Regions from separate parts of the Mus musculus genome. Here region 1 is linked to region 2. Evidence: chromatin contacts called from public Micro-C data. All regions are on one chromosome and are shown on one strand. The core of a region is the stretch at or near the end of the contact, and the rest is flanking DNA. Distances in the headings are between cores, read along the strand shown.

What was found. Hi-C and Micro-C count contacts between places; a contact is called where the count stands out from the background.
Region 1: a Micro-C map of embryonic stem cells shows a contact between it and region 2, with 2.0 times the contacts expected there. The contact joins two enhancer-like sites. A contact is called at or near these places in 1 of 484 Hi-C or Micro-C datasets (embryonic stem cells), 2 of 115 datasets of contacts at active chromatin or transcription factors (both in embryonic stem cells) and 1 of 9 other capture datasets (embryonic stem cells).

The regions. Positions count from the first base shown.
Region 1 is chr6:97,101,058-97,103,757 of GRCm38.p6, reverse strand. No RefSeq gene overlaps it. Among named protein-coding and RNA genes, the nearest start is that of Tafa4, 42 kb to the right of the region's middle. Within about 2 kb of position 1,252, at least 27 of the 459 cell types and tissues checked have an H3K27ac peak or open chromatin away from gene starts, as enhancers often do. A contact at or near this core is called in embryonic stem cells, where this site is marked.
Region 2 is chr6:96,456,018-96,458,717 of GRCm38.p6, reverse strand. The region is part of intron 2 of Tafa1 (TAFA chemokine like family member 1); the gene reads right to left. Among named protein-coding and RNA genes, the nearest start is that of Gm26011, 100 kb to the left of the region's middle. Within about 2 kb of position 1,292, at least 9 of the 459 cell types and tissues checked have an H3K27ac peak or open chromatin away from gene starts, as enhancers often do. A contact at or near this core is called in embryonic stem cells, where this site is marked.

The DNA.
Region 1 (2,700 bases), core at 3-2,502, 650 kb before region 2:
TATACACTGCACTTCAAGTGATCAGTTTTTTTAAGGTACATGAATATGGTGAGGTGAGAATCCTCTTGGACAAGTGACACGACCTCCTTCTGGGGAAGAGGACAGTAGGCAGTGTCTTTGGTGTGCAGTTCCTCCAGTCAGTTGTACCTTAGTATATGCATATACATATTTGTATGTGTATGTGTGTGTATGTGTATGTGTGTGTGGGGGGGTGTGCACATGTGTGTGGAAGCCAGAGAGCACGTCAGATGTTCTTCCCCCGCTATTCCCCACCCCCTTTGAGACAAGGTATCTCATTGAACCTGGAGTGCATCCGTTAGGCGAGGCTGGGTGCTCAGTGAGCTCTGGGCATCTCCTTGTTTCTATCTTTCCAGTGCAGGGATTACAAGTGCAAGGCCAAGTGTGTTCAGTTTTTCTGTGGAGTCCTAGGATCAAATGCAGGTCTTCATGCTTGCAAGGCAAATGTTTTACTGACTGAGCGGTCACGCAGCCCTCTGCTGCATGTTGCTGGTTGAACTAACTCAGGTGTGTTAGCTGGTCCCTGTTAATGAGTGCGGATAAATAGACGGGCCAAGACCTGGTTGATATGGAGACTATAGGATGTACTGTGTGGCTTCTGCTGGGTGTGTTTTTCACTTGACAAAGAGATTGCCAAAGTCCTTCTGCGAAGTCTATGCACCCTTCTTGTATGAGGTCAATTATAAGCCACTTGTCAAGTATCCTCTAGACCATTTGTATGTTCAGGTTATGAACTGAGGAGTCCAAATAAACAAACAAACAACCACCACTAACAGCACTGATAGCAGCATCACCAGCCCTGGAGTGTTATTGCCAAACCACACTCACTGAAACCAAGGGTGCGGGACCTGGGCTGTCTCCTCCACTTTTAGTGTCATCCTGATTGATATAGCCGCAGTGACATCAGCTGATTCTATCACAGGACCAGTATGGGCAAAAGGAAATTGTAGCATATTGAGAAATCTGCAAACTAAATTGCTAGGGCGCTAAAAAGAATTTGAATCGTGCACAGTTTTGGGCAGAGATCTAAGCTGTGTGCAGCGTTAGCCAGAGAAATTAGGCCGGTTTGATGAATGTCCACTGGAAGACAATTGGCTCATAGGAGATGAAGTTAAAGGTGACTCTTGCAAGTCCCAGAAGCAAACCCAAAGTTAAAGTGGTATAGACATGTAAATAAGGCAGATGACAGACCAGAATGAGAGCGGACAAGGGCTGCATTGAACAGACCCAAGGCAAGGCAGCCAAAGGCCAGCATTAGCATTTGAAAGGCAGCCGAGGAGGGAAAGGGAAGACCAGACAGAAGTCCCAGCTCCACCCCTGAAAACCCGCAGACTGGTGAGGCAGGTGGGAAGTGACTGAAAGCGGAAAGCCAGTTCTAATTCACAGTTAGAGCACTTCCACAATGATAGAAAAATGTAAATGTCCTGGGAAAATATCTTCGTCTACGTATCATTTTTCAAAACTCCAGGTAATATTCTACAGCATTCAGGGAGGGAATTGACTCAAGACGCTTCAAGAGAGAGGTGTTTATGGATGGGCTCCTGGGGGCAGGGTGGAGGGGGTCCTCCTCCGGTTTATGAGGATGTCATGACATCTGCTTTCCTGTAAGACTAGAAGACTCGATGATGGAGCGCCTCTGATCTTTGCTCTGTCCTGTCGGGCTTCTCTATGCAAATCAATTCCGGGCAGGAGTCACTTTGTAACCCTATCATATTTACCGTTTACTTGATACTCTGGTCCAGGATTGCCTTGTTTTTGCAATTCAAATAACAGAGTATGGGAAAGAAAAGTTTTATAGTGGATGCTTTTTGGTGCAAATAATAAATCCAGAGAGCAAAGGAATAAGATAACACCTAGGAAGAGGTTCCCACCCTCCACAGCTGTGAAAGAGACAGTATCTGCCCCTCTCTCCTCCTGCTGCTACCCACGTTGGTGCAACCGGAACTAAACAAACCCTCTCACCAGGGGATCCTGCAAAAGGGTACTGACGGTGGAAAGTGGCCGGGAGACAGGAAACGGGAGCAAAACAGCTAGCTGCCTTTTGAGCATGGTCCGAGGTAGACTCCATAAGCATCGGCTCTTAAGGCTTTTATGTCTCTGCCCAGTGTCAGAGGTAGATTCCATTCTTTTGAGCAGGAAGAAATCGATTTCCCTTAATGGACCTCAAGAGACCCGCGATATCCATCCTCAGTGGGCCCCAAAACTACTGTATAATGTCCCATTCAAGAGATTCCCCCAAAGTAATTTAGGAGATGTGCTGTTGGGATTAGAAACATTTCCACCACAAAAATCCAGAGATCAAATTCCAAAGCTGCTCACCAGAAGGGATTAATGTCTGGACTGGAGTTACAGGGACAGCCTTAAATACAGAGTCCGGGCAGCTGTGCTCATTTAAGAGAGGAGATATAGGAGCTCAGAGCTCCAGGCTGGGATTCATGGCCACTAGCCAGGACAGAACCAGGACGTTTCACAATTATGGCCAGAGTCACTACACCCAATGTCTATCATGTCTTCATCATAACCTCAGTGGCTCCTGGTTTTACTTTATTGTATTATAATTTTATCCACAGCTTCACCAGAGTCACATGTCAGAAGGAAAGAGAAAAGGGGGGGGGGAGTTTCATGGAAACTTTGGGGGCATGTAATTTAAAGCCACCAAACTAGTGTTGGCTAATACCAAAG
Region 2 (2,700 bases), core at 43-2,542:
CTGTGGTAAAATGTTAGGAGAATAATAGAAGAGTTTTAGTAAGACACACAATCAAATCCTACTATACTTTGAGAAAAAAAAGTATATATTTTAATGCTACATTTAGAATCTTGTGTCATTGCTATGACAGAAACAACAGAGTGTAGGGGTCCGAGCAATGGCTCAGTAATTAAGAGTACTGGCTGCTCTTCCAAGGGCCCAGGTTCAATTCCCATCACTCATTATGTCAGCTTACAACTGTCTATAGTTCTAGAGAATCTGACATCTTCACATAGACATACATGCAGGCAATGTATATAAAATTAAAAAACAAGATAAAAAAACCCTAAAGCCACTGGCCCCGAAAGACTCTGGTGAGCCTTAGCTTACTGGGACCCCCTGAGTGAACAATACAGAGATGGGATCGACGCAAAAAGCAAGAGGAATTTATTGTTACAACGCATTGGGGTCGTCCTACACCCAAAGGTGAAGTGGCAACTCCGCACAGCTCGGTTGGTGAGCTTTTATACAGTTTTCAGAGCAGCAGTCATTAGGCACAATGTGATTGGCAGAACAGTGTGACTTTTAAACTGATTGGTCTTTAAGGACTTCCCTTGTCTGTAGGTGGTCAAAAGTCTAGGATTGTCAAAGTGCTCTGGGCCTCCCCCACCCTCAGGTGGCTGATGTCTGCCCCACCCCGCCCCCATGGACTGAGCAATATTAATTAGCCTCTCCCTTTCAGAGGGGTTCTCTTTCAGGAAGGGTCAGGTGGAATTTTCCAAAGTTCCTGACCTGACCTCTTCAGCCCCACCTCCTAATACCTATTCCCTAAAGAACTGCTTCTCAACTTGAGTGTTCGTGGGGCCAAATCATATTTAAACCAGTGCAGGCAGTAACTTCAATCTTCCACACAGCCTGGCTGTTAGCCCAGATAAGCCTGTCTGGGATCAGGCAAACCCCGGACAAATCACCAGACCCTGATAGTGAATAACAAAGGCTTGTTTGAAGTCAGTAGGGTTTGCAGTCATTTGTTACACAATAGTTAATGTACCAATAAATGACTAATGCAATTCTCAAATATCCGGTAGGCCTAGAACAGGTGTAAAACATTTCTTTCTACAATAATTTAGAGAATAAAAAACTTTATTTTTTTTTTTAAATTAAGGACGGGGCTTTGTATATCTCAGACTGACCTCAAACTCATATGTAGCTGAAAATGTTCTAAAACTTCTGATGGCCCTGCTTCTGCCTCCCAAGTGCTGGGATTCCAGTCAAGCACCAGCATGCTCAATGTACGCAGTGCTGGGGATCAAGCCTCCTGCAGCTCGGCGAGTTCTGTGCCAACTGATCTACATTGCAAGCCTGCCTAGTTAATCCTGTATATGTGTTTCGAATCAGAAAGAAAAGTTTTGAATCCTGACTTAATTATTTTAAATCCTTCTAACCTTGGATTTAAGAATAAGAAAAAAAGAAAAAAGAAAAAAGGAAAAAAAAAAAAAGAGCAGGGATCCTTATTTTACAAGCGGTTGGCACAGATAACCCACAATGCTAAATGCTATATGATCTGGGGCTTGACCCAGAATTTGGAACATAATAGATAAAAGATTACAGAGATAAAAGACAAAGCTAGGCTTGTGTGTGTGTGTGAGGAGAGAGAGAGAGAGAGAGAGAGAGAGAGAGAGAGAGAGAGAGAGAGAGAGAGAAAGGAAGGAAGGAAGGAAGGAAGGAAGGAAGGAAGGAAGGAAGGAAGGAAGTGGTGACAATCAACGTTACTTTTTTTAGCTGGCATTTTTGGCCACTTACTGTTCATAGAATCACTAACAGTAACTGAAACCTGGTAGGAAACAAGGAAGGATCTTTTGGGTTGAGTGTCAGAAATCACTAAAGAGCAAAGCCACCTGCAAGGCCACTTATTCAATACTGAGGGTAGCTCACAGCCCAAGGCAATTGCTTTGGAACTAAACACAAGTTTTCACAAAGACTTATTTTTTTTTTCTTTGAGTGTCGAAAAGCACTGACCATATCAAAAAGGCTCGGTGAGATGTGATGGATGAGTTCCATTATTTAAGTAAAAATTAAGGCCTGGCCTCATCCAAGTGTCGTTAACAACACTCACAAAAGATCCATACCAGGTAGCCCAGAACTCACCAGGGAGAAGAGTTTTTTCAATATAAGCTTGTACAGCAAAAACAAATACCCACATCATTAAATAAGCTCCAAGCCAGAAGAAGTTTAAGCATTGCACTTGGACATGAGCTAATCTCATCTGACAGAAACCCAGTAAGTGATTAGAAACCTCCACCAAGTGAGCTTCAGTGAATTAATGACAGTGTGTGTCTCAGGCATGCCATGCTGATCTGTTGTTAGATGAGCAACCAAAGGAAAGAAATGCAAAGTTTAGGGGAATGTGAGCTTCACACCAGCAGAAAAGTCACTCCAGAAGTGACAGCCTGCTCACCACTGTGACCTTCAGGCACAGATTTGTTATTTCTTTTCAAACACAATATGTAAATACTTGGCAAGGAGGGGAGGTGGGTCTTAAATCTCTAAGATATACAGACACAGAGCACACAGCAACAGCAACAGCATGAAATAAAAATAACAAATGCACATGAAATTCTGTGTGTGTGTGTGTGGTGTATGTTCAAGCAGAGGCCAGAAGTCAATTACAAATGATTCCTTCACACTCAACCTGGCTGTAGAGAAAGGATTTCTGACTGG